Linked DNA regions of Sus scrofa: region 1 is linked to region 2. A link is a contact called in public Hi-C data. All regions are on one chromosome and are shown on one strand. Each heading gives the region's core, a stretch centred on a gene start, on an enhancer-like site or on the middle of the called end of the contact. The rest is flanking DNA. Distances are from core to core; before and after follow the strand shown. Region 1 holds the start of LOC102158685 (a long non-coding RNA gene). Region 2 has its middle 920 kb from the start of ADAMTS5.

Region 1 (5,440 bases), core at 488-2,987, 130 kb after region 2:
CACTTGGAAAAAGGACCCCAGGACAATAGCTCCTAAGAAGTTGCCATTTTCCCTGGAAGTTTCCAGTTTCCTGAGCTATTCTCACTACAGCATGAAGGACATACAGACCCAGGGTATCATTTATTCTGTTTATCTTTCCATTCTCATTTTCCAGCCTGTTTCATACAGCAACTATTCAGGCATTTTTTTGGATACTTTCGTTAGCTATGGGGTCCAAAAGTTTGGCTAAAATAGTAAGCAAGCTGAGCAAGCAACATTCTGGCCTTTTTGTTTTATTGGGCACACCAGTCACTTGCGGCCCTCCCCCGCTTTATTCTCCTCTCACCAAAACAGAGTCCTCCTTCTCTGGATGGGTACCTGGCTGTCTGGCCAGCAACCATTTCATTGCAGGGCACACATCTGTGCCTTTGGAATCGGAGGCCTCTCCTTTCTGTCAGGCCATTAGGGATATTTCTGCCAAAACTTCAAGGCTTGTTTTTTTTCTTTTCTATGCTTTCTTTCTCCTCTCTCTATTTTCTTCTTTTTCTTCATTTCCGAGAACAGCATGAAGTACTCCCATATCTGACACAACTAGAAATACCTCGGCGAGGTTGATTTCAAATTGATTTGATCTCATCTCCCAGCCCCATCACTGACTGCATCTATGAGTTTGTAGAAGTTATTTAAATTCTGTCAGCTCCTGTAAACGTAACTAAACATGAGCACTATTACAGGACGGTGTGAGAAGCAAGTGAATGCTAAATATACGAGTATTACTGTTAGGTCAGATGGCCCCTGATCTATGGCTGACCAAGATGCTGGAGGCACAAGCCGAAGGGATTCAGTTAACTCTTTCAAGGCTATCTTCCAGCTGATTTGTCCTCTTCTGGAGCTCCCACTGTGGCTCAGAGAGTTAAGAATTCCCCAGAGTGTCCCTGAGGATGCAGGTTTGAACCTTGACCTTACTCAGTGAGTTAAGGATCCAGCATTACCACAAGCTGTGGCATAGATCACAGGTGAAGTTTGAATCATCGTTACTGTGGCTTTGGCCATGGCCCACAGCAGCAGCTCCTATTTGACCCCTGACCCAGGAATTTCCATGTGCCACAGATGAGGCCATTAAAAAAAAAAAAAAAAATTTTGTCTTCTTCTCTCTTTAAAGCATCAGTTAATGTCATTACAATGGGCATTTAAAGGCCGAGTAAGAACAATTGTGGCTTTGGGAGGTTCCATCCCTATTAAGACAACAACAACACAATTAGGATATCCATAACAGTGCTAGGTTAATATTTTAACCTATAAGTCAACATTTCAGAACTCTTTACCCTCTAAAGGATAGAGATTGGACATGCTTATCGACGCAGATTTAGAATTTTATAGCTTCTAATCTGTGCCCACCACCTGGAAAATATTACCACATTTAATTCCCACAAGGAAAGGTACTATTAGGACATACCAACAATAGTTTATACAGAGAAGTCAGTCCCTTTTCAAATGTCATTTCCATTAGTATCTTATATCAAAATTACAAGTGAAGTGAACACACTGTAACCTGGTATTTTAAAAGGTTGTGTTGAAGGAGCAGAGAGGCTTAAATTAATTTTCCCTGTTCTTATCCAGTAGACCTTTACCTCAATAGGATTTCCTATAATTCTATCCTAATCCATGTCTCTACGGATGAACCAAACAGACCACAACACAGAAGTGCCTGCCAAAGTGGCTTCCTGCCAGAAGTCCTTTCTGCCCTTTAAGAGAGACCTCAGCTTAATGATTGTACAGCAAGCCAAATCAATCAAGAAAGCAGAGAGCAGAGGCATATCTTATTATGCTCTGCAAAGATCTATTTGTTTAGCCATGTGCAAAGATTTCTCTAAAATGGTCAGAAGGTGAGCACATTAATCATTTACTAGACTGTTTACATTCTTAAAATTATTGTCAAGAATAAATCATTTCAAGGAATTTTTCTACATAAGCAATATTAGTGTGATATTTGGGAGGAAGAGCACCACTGATTGCGTTACTAGAGACTTGATATAGGTAGGGAGGGAGAAAATTATTTAGAAGGTCTAATGGAAGCTACAGTTCTATTTTTAAGACTATGAAGTAGCCGGAGATAGAAAAAGCATTTTCTAGCAATACCAGTTAAATGAAGTATAAAAGTTAAATGGAGGCTAAAAGCCCACAATACCACGTGGCCCTAAGCACTGCTCTAAATTATTGCAAGAGCAATATAGAAGATCCATAAGTATTTCCTAATCTACTGCTTTACTTGAATTATTCCCACCGTAATCTCTCCTTTCCCTATATTTTGGCTATTGTTGAGAGACTGGAAAAGAATGTATTATTTATTTTGAGGTCAAGATGGAATCACAGTGGGTAAAAAGGTTCACTAGCAAGACATCTATCACAGTAAATATTGTTCCTAATCCATATCATTTACAATGTATGAGTCTAACTTTCAGTTTGATGGTGGTAAGAGATAAACAGATGATATTAAACTTTTTAAGTTTATTTGAGCAAAAATTGATTTGAATCAGGCAGAATCCAAGCTAACAGATAGAAAGGAATTCCAAAGAGTGGTACAGGATGAAAGGCTTTTGTATCTAGAAGGGAGATGGAACAAGGAAGTTAGACTAGTCATAAAACTTGGGTGGGTTATGTCAAGGTCACTTTGCTTTAAGAGGATGGCAGGGATCTGTCAGGCAGATGACCTAATGGTACTGATCAGGCGATTCCTGTTGACTGCTCTGAGATTCCATCTCTGGGATTGTTAATACTGTAATTAAACCTTCATTTGGTGATGCAGAGCTTAGCATAAGTGACTCTCTTAGAGGACCATTCTTTGTTTATTTATTTATTTTTTTACAATGGAATTTAACATTACTGAATTTAGGAGTTCCGTCATGGCTCAGCAACAATGAACCCAACTAGTATCCATGAGGACGCTGTGGTGTAGGTCGCAGACATAGCTTAGATCTTGTGTTGCTGTGGCTGTGGCATAGGCTGGCAACAACAGCTCTAATTTGAAACATTACTGAATTTAGAATTTTTGCTCTTTAAAAAAAAAAAAGATGTCGCCATAAATATCATGGCTGTAAATGCCCAAACGAAACTAGACTTTTATATCAACTAGTGAATAAAAGCATTGAATTAATAAAAAGTTTTCTTTTTACTTGTTTACACAAGAATTAGGAAGTGCAAAATGTCTTATTTAAATTTGAAGGTTAGTACTCCCTCTAGCTAGGTCTCCCCATATGGCCTTTTGTCAGGGTTTGAATGGATAAAATGAAATAAAAATGTTTACTCTTTCTATCTAGAGATTATTACTGAAGCAGGAATGGGCCCTCTTATTTTTAAATAGACCCTTAAAAATCATTCATCACTGCATTCAAACATCTAAAGAAAAACATACAAATTATCTACTTTGTGTATTTTGAGATGGTGTGAAATATAACCATGTTGTTATTTATTTAAGAAAATAAAACAAATGTGGAGAAAAATATATTAATCAGCTTTGTGATATTATCTTCAGTGAAATGCCTTCTTTTCATGAACTACAAGGTCCCTATAGAGAACTCTCTCAATTTCACAAAAGCTCACCTACAAATAAAAATATTTGTAGATTCACCCTTACCTTGCTCCTATTGCCTAATATAAAAAGATAGTTCCTGAGTAATTTGCTCTGAATTTATTGTCTGAGCAAGTCCTCCGCACCTACTCTTTTACTGAAATATCATCAGGAGACACTGCATCCTAATATAATTAAAAATTTTTAATTACTCAAAGTAAATTGAATATCTCTCCTAGAGGGGCATTATATTTCTGGATTTGTTTTATTTTGTTTTAGTTTTTAGGGCTACAACCTGCACAAGGAAGTTCCCAGGCTAGGGGTTGAAGTGGAGCTATAGCTGCTGGCCTACACCACAGCCACAGAAACGCAGGATCTGAGCCACACCTGCTACTACATCACAGCCCAAGGCAATGCCAGAGTGAGGCCAGGGATCAAACTCACATCCTCATAGATACTTGTCGGGCTCATTTCCACTGCACCACAATGGGAACTTCCAAATTTCTGCATTATTATGTATAATGTTCTTTCTAGATCCATGTAGCTATCATTCTATCCATCCATTTGCCCATCCATCCATTTGTCTATTGTATTACCTAATACATGTACATCATTTTTGTTTGTGTCTATGTGTCTATATATCTATCTAACTACTTATGTATCAATCTACCTATTTCAATCAGTCAATGCTCTAGATCAATCATTTTCAATCTTTGATCTTCTATTTCTACCCCATTTTTATCTCGGAGCGAAGTTATTAAAAGACTCAAAATATTGCATACAATTCCTACATTTGCTTATAGGCTGAATACTTATTCTAAGAATTCTACCAGTTTAAATGCAACTTATTTTTAATAATCCATGGAAATCGACATTTCTTCCCCATCCGATAATATAACTTTCTTAGAAATCTGTGAATATTTATCTATCATGCAATTTTACATGTTCCATTTTGTTTTCTTGCTATCTAATGAATTTGCATTGTCCCAATTAAATGGTACTTTCCTTGAAAGTTAGCTCTCTCACTCAATTCTTTGGCGTTGTATGTCATATAATGTCAAACACAGAATTCTATGAATAGTGGTACTTTAGCCCCTGCTGATTGGAAGATATAACTGATGTGTGAAAATTAATTTGGAAAATTTTGCATATTGAATTGTATTGCTAGGGAAAACTCATTTCAAGAAAAATTGGGAAGATGCTCCTACAGCAAGCCAAGAACATGTTGATATAGATTTGACTTAATAATGGTGATGTGGAAATTGAAAGAAAACTGTAAGTTTATAATATTTCCCAAAATAGAGAATACAGGTTTACATGACAGAAAGGATCTACAGAATGAGGGAGAGTAAAAGATCAAAGGTACATGAGAAACTGGTTAAATAGTACCACAATGGATAACTCTGAGAGTTAGGCAAGAGAGTAAACATATAACCACATGCTATCACAGTAACTGGGTTCAGTGATGGATGGAGTGTGGACTGAAAGGAGGCCAGGGGAAAAGTCATACGAAGAGACGCGTGGGACCCAGGGGAGAAGCTGGCAAAGCCACAAAAAGAGTTCAATTATATAAGGACAGCTGAGAATCTGACATATTTTCAGAAAGGGTAAGTGATCAGTAATAAATGAACCAGATTCGAAAATTGATCAAAAATGGTGAAGGGCTTAATAGCAGCAAGAAGGTGATTGCTGCTAAGCCCATGAAGGGTTGTTTCAGTTCAATGGAAGCATTTTTATCTCACGTTCTTTAAAAATTATATCTTCCTTTGTCCTTTAATATGTGACTTCTCACATGACATAGTCTTCTCTAGAGGACCAATCAATAAAATAAGGTAGTTTTATATATAAGACAAGATTATATATGGCATAATAGATAAAGAATAGAACTGGTTA
Region 2 (5,020 bases), core at 739-3,238:
ATTAGTAACATTATTTGTTTAAATATATCCACAAAACTTTATAAGCATGCTAATATACCAAGATAAGATTCTGATGTTCCAAAGTACAGCATACTGTGCACATATGGAAGTGGAATCAAGGAAGAGATTAGAACATGTCGAGAAAATTGCCAGTGGGTTACACTCATTGAATAATTTACCATAATTTCTTAGTTTCAGTTTAATTCTTTTAAAAACTCATTTTAAATATACCAATCTCAATTATTAACACACAAGATGTAATACCTTGTATTAGAGAAATACATGACCGTATTTATATATAGCTTAAACCATACTGCTTTCTGGCCTTGCCACTCATAAAACCAGAAGTATTATGCTCTACCCTTTACATCTCCCTATTTTTCCACATAGAAGCAGACACTTCCACATTTTCTAATTTTTTTTTTTTTTTTTGGTATTCATCTGGTATTTACCTCTTTATTTCTAAATAAGTGCATAAGAAAGAGTTAACTCAATAGGTGTGGGTTGTTCAAATCATTCACATTCCACCAAAATGCCTGTTTTCTGGACTGGCCCTTGGCCAGCTCTTGAAAACTAAGCACCGGGCACTGGGAGGAAGGGAAGTAGGGACATTCCTAAACTAATCCTTTGGTTCCTGGACTCATGTAGTCTATCTTATTGGTTAAATAACCATTGAGTCAAGAAGGTACATTCTGCCTAGCTCAAGGGACAGCACTCCTACTGCATGAATAATGTCTTCAACAACGTGCTTAGTTTCATTTTTAAAAACTATTGCACTATTGCAGTACTTTCTCAGGGCACATCTCTTTTCTTTTCTTTTTTTTTTTTTTTTTTTTTTTGCTTCACCCAGGCATGCAGAATTTCCCAGGCCAGGGATCACAGCATGCCACAGCAGTAATTAGAGAGAGCTTCACCAGTGACAATGCCGGATCCTCAACCTATTGAGCCACCAGGGAACTACAGCTCATATCTTTGGATAATGTGGTATTTAGTATGCAATGGCTTTTGTCCTTGGTTACATCTCTTTCACCACAAAATAGGTTCCCTTACCTGAGGTTACATAACAGAATCACATGTCAGTATATCTGTGAACCCTCAAGTTGTGGTACTATGTAATACTATGAGAATAAGAAAAATAAACCTTTACCTGAGTTATGCTTATGACCAATTGCTGACCTTTTAGGAAAGGATCTAAAATAACCAACTTGCAACCAAGTGGTTGGTAGGCCTCCTCAAGGGAGTGACATATTGTGGTCCCAGCATTAGTCTCTGGTGAGGCAGAATGGATTTTGCAACAGCAGCATCTCAATCAGCCTTTGTGGGAAGGAGTCACATTGTTGGGCTTGCCAACAACCTCCATGGCTACCTCCATTATGAGTCCATTGTGCATAAAAGAGATGCTGGTTGGCATTTGCTGAACCAGTCACCCTGTTCTCCCTGATGTTTAGGGTCTATATTCAGTGGATGTCCTCTGACAAGCACAGATGACACTTTCTACCCAATCCCATGTGTTCATCTACATGCTTTTTTCCCCATGTTAGGGAAATCAATTTAATGAAATCTGTGTCTGCTCCACTCTTGATTCTTAGTCAGGTGCTGTGGCTCTTTCACTGTTCTTTCAGTTCAGACTCCTGGGAGTCTTCCCTTGATCCTGCCTTTTTTGCTCTTGTTAGATTCTGCATGTCATTTTCTGTCTGTTCCTTTAATCTTCCCCACAACTATGTGAGTTGATTATTGATTTAATTTTCCTCATTTGAATATCTAAGGTAAAATCTGTTTCCTGACACACCCCTTACAAATATATGCATATTTGAACAGATAATTAGGGATAGTATTTAGAAGAATATTTTGGACAAAGACAAGAGTAAGCTCAAAGACTCTGAGATTATAGATTTCTTGATAGTTGAGCAACAGGAAGGCTAGCAAAGCCAGTTAGAGCAACCAAGGATTTGAATAGTAAAGGTAAGGCCAGAGGACAAAGGTTGTATGACAACTCATTACTCCTAGCACTCACTTCCTCTGGTTCCAGCCTAGATTTCTCCTGACCACATTAACCTAACTAGCAGAGACCAAAGTTGTTATATGACTTTGGTAGTATTTTTGTTCTAGCTTCTAAATTGGGGGTCTACAAGCTATGGCCAGCTATCAAAATCTGGCTCCCTCCTGTTTTTGTAAAGAAATTCTTATTGGAACACAGCCAAGAATGTTCATTTACCAAATATCTGCTGTGATACAATATAGCTCACAAAACCTAAAGAACTTATTATTCAGTCCTCTGCAGAAATAGTTTGCTGACATCTTGCCTACAGTATATAAAGTATACAATTATCTCCAATCAGCAAAGACATAAAAGACAGTGAATGATTTTGTAAATTTGCCCTTGACCTCAATCTCATGGCTTATGACTGAGTTCTTGTTTTTAGTAAAGCACTGAGCACCCTGGCTCCTCCTTTCTCCTCCCAAATGTCAATTGACTTTTGTGAAGAGACTCTTTTTCGTCTGTGGCCTTGTGTTCTTGGCTAATAAATTCTCCTTTCTAGAGGTCTCTACTCTGATTGTCTTCGAGTTTTCTGACTACTTATCTGGAATTCAAATTTCTGTTAAATTTTGCCACCCTATGCTTTTATTTTCAGAAGGACAGTGTTTGCCCCTTCAGTGCTTTCTGTTTACAGAGTGTAGTTTGATTTTGATCTCTGGGTCTTTCCCACTCCGTCCTCTTTGACTACAGGTAATTAGACAAGGTCCTAAGCCGACACTGAGTCTGCTCTGTTTAAAGTTATTATTCCATTCCTATAAAAAAAAAGAGAGAAAGAAAAAAACCTCATTAGACTGTAATATTGTTTTTGGTACATTCTTGTCAAGTTAATCCAATTGAGAAATATGCACGCAAATGTGCTTTCTGATTACTGTGTTGGCTACTCATGCAGGTTTTTTTTTTTTTTTTTTTTAATTTCCATTTTTACAGGCCTACCCAAGGGTACAGTCAACAGAAACCACAGCTTCTTTGTTAGAAGTAAAGGCTTTGGAAATCTTAGTGACAGTTATAATTGACTCACAAAAGCTAAGAAAAAGGAGGTTGAGCAGTCATTCTACAGCTGTAAAAGGAGCTCAGGCTCTGTTGTTTTTTAATCTATGACCTGCCTGTTCTATCAAAACCATCATCAATCATCATCCTCAAAAAAACCCATAAGTTTATTCATTTTCAGCAAATGGAAGCTGAAAGCAATTGAGTCCTTTGAACCCCTGCTTTGAGATCATATTGATCTGACTCTAAAGTCTATCTGATAATAGCATCAATTTTATATAGATATTAATAATAATCTGAAACAGGTTTCACAATTAAAGTAACTAGAGCCCAGAACTGCACTGGGAAGAAACCAAGACAATCCCAATTGATAACTTTACTTTATACAGTAATATTCACTTCCAATTCCTATAAATGCTGTCTGATTTTATTTTTTCAAGATAAAAAAAATGCTTTACAAACACACTATTCAGATTACAAGAGAATTCCTCAAGTCAAACATCTGCAATGCAATTGTATTTGAAGGGATATTTGTACAGGTATTTTCATGGAAATCACCAAATAAAAAATTATTATCATGTAAACTGTTCTTTATTAAATGGTTTAATTACAGACAAGCATCCAGGTGTCTCCATAAAACTGACATAACAATAAAGAGAGATAAATGCTACTCAGAAGTTTCTTTTTCAAAATGTCTCAGTAACTTGGCTATGATGAGCATGAAGAAACTTTAGTTGATAGTTCAAATTAAAAAAAAAATACTCTAAACATCAAACCCTTTTGTGTGGGCTGTTATATTATGTGAATACGTTAGTAGGTTGTTTTTCAGTCTGACAAAACGATCTCTGTTTTCTCTCTGAGTGGGATGTTTCAACTACAACAAAATATAAAGTTTAGGGAAACCTCTTTTCAATGCCTTTTTTGTTTGTTTTTAGAAATATTTATAGTTGCTTTGTTCTTCAGGGAGGGAGATATTTAAGTGATTAGGAGGTGGCTAACCATGGTAAATGAAAAATAATAGTATAATTAGTGTACCCTTGCTTTGTGATGTTTCTAAAGGTCTATTAAAAAAAGTGTAAGTTTAATATTTTTTCCATTTACAGATATGTAGAATTAATTATATGCAGGTACATAACACACATTTTTTTTCACTTGCCTGATATTTTATTCTTAAAAAATAAAGACAGTTTTCCCTACTTTACTAATTAGTAAATTAAGGCTGAGGAACCTAGATGAGTTGCCAAAAATCAAAAAGCAATAGAACAAGACATAAATGAGTCAGACTACAAAGCTCATGCCCCTTTTACCAGACTAGGGTATGTATTATTTTTATCTCAATTGCTTAAATGTGACCAGGAAATTTCCACATATATAATAATTTTAGTTATGTTTCCTTATATATGAAAGTCAATTAGTACATTTGCACAACTGAGAACACAAAGGTAAAAGATAAACTTGGTATTTTTCTTTCCTTTATAAATTCTGACCTGAATTTATTTTACAACAGTTTGAATTTACCAGCATGTTGTATATTCAGTAATTATGTTTGGGAACAGTGCCTTTTACCTGAAAACTGCATTATAGAAAAGACATTTGAATAAAAGGAAACAGGTTTTAATGAGTAAGTCACACAGAAATTTTCATCTCATATTTAACAATGAACATTACTGTTCTTATAATTTGCACTTCTCAGTCATAAGACATCCCTTTGTGGTTGTCATAATTGGTCTAATGAATTTCTAAAAATAAATGAAAGTCTAATTTGATGCAATGCCCATGAACAATCCACTCATTCACATCTAAATCACTGACCTGAATTGAAGACGAGTCATGCCAAAATGAAGTCATGCTTTTCTACTAAGTGTGTTGCCTCAGTGAGAACTTTTGAATGGCCTGTTCTTAGGTTTGAACTGGGGATTTCCAGTGACAAAGAGACTCAGATTGATCTCATAACGTAGACACCACAGACTTATTTTAAATGATAGAAACTTAAGA

Evidence for each region. Hi-C and Micro-C count contacts between places; a contact is called where the count stands out from the background.
Region 1: a contact with region 2 is called in a Hi-C map of liver, with 4 times the contacts expected there. The contact joins two enhancer-like sites. A contact is called at or near these places in 1 of 5 promoter capture datasets (liver) and 2 of 47 Hi-C or Micro-C datasets (both in liver).

The regions. Positions count from the first base shown.
Region 1 is chr13:191,453,529-191,458,968 of Sscrofa11.1, forward strand. LOC102158685 (a long non-coding RNA gene) reads left to right here and starts at 4,989. Exons shown (of 5, transcript XR_002338021.1): 1 at 4,989-5,154. Within about 2 kb of position 1,738, at least 4 of the 83 cell types and tissues checked have an H3K27ac peak or open chromatin away from gene starts, as enhancers often do. A contact at or near this core is called in liver, where this site is marked.
Region 2 is chr13:191,326,008-191,331,027 of Sscrofa11.1, forward strand. No RefSeq gene overlaps it. Among named protein-coding and RNA genes, the nearest start is that of ADAMTS5, 920 kb to the left of the region's middle. Within about 2 kb of position 1,989, at least 4 of the 83 cell types and tissues checked have an H3K27ac peak or open chromatin away from gene starts, as enhancers often do. A contact at or near this core is called in liver, where this site is marked.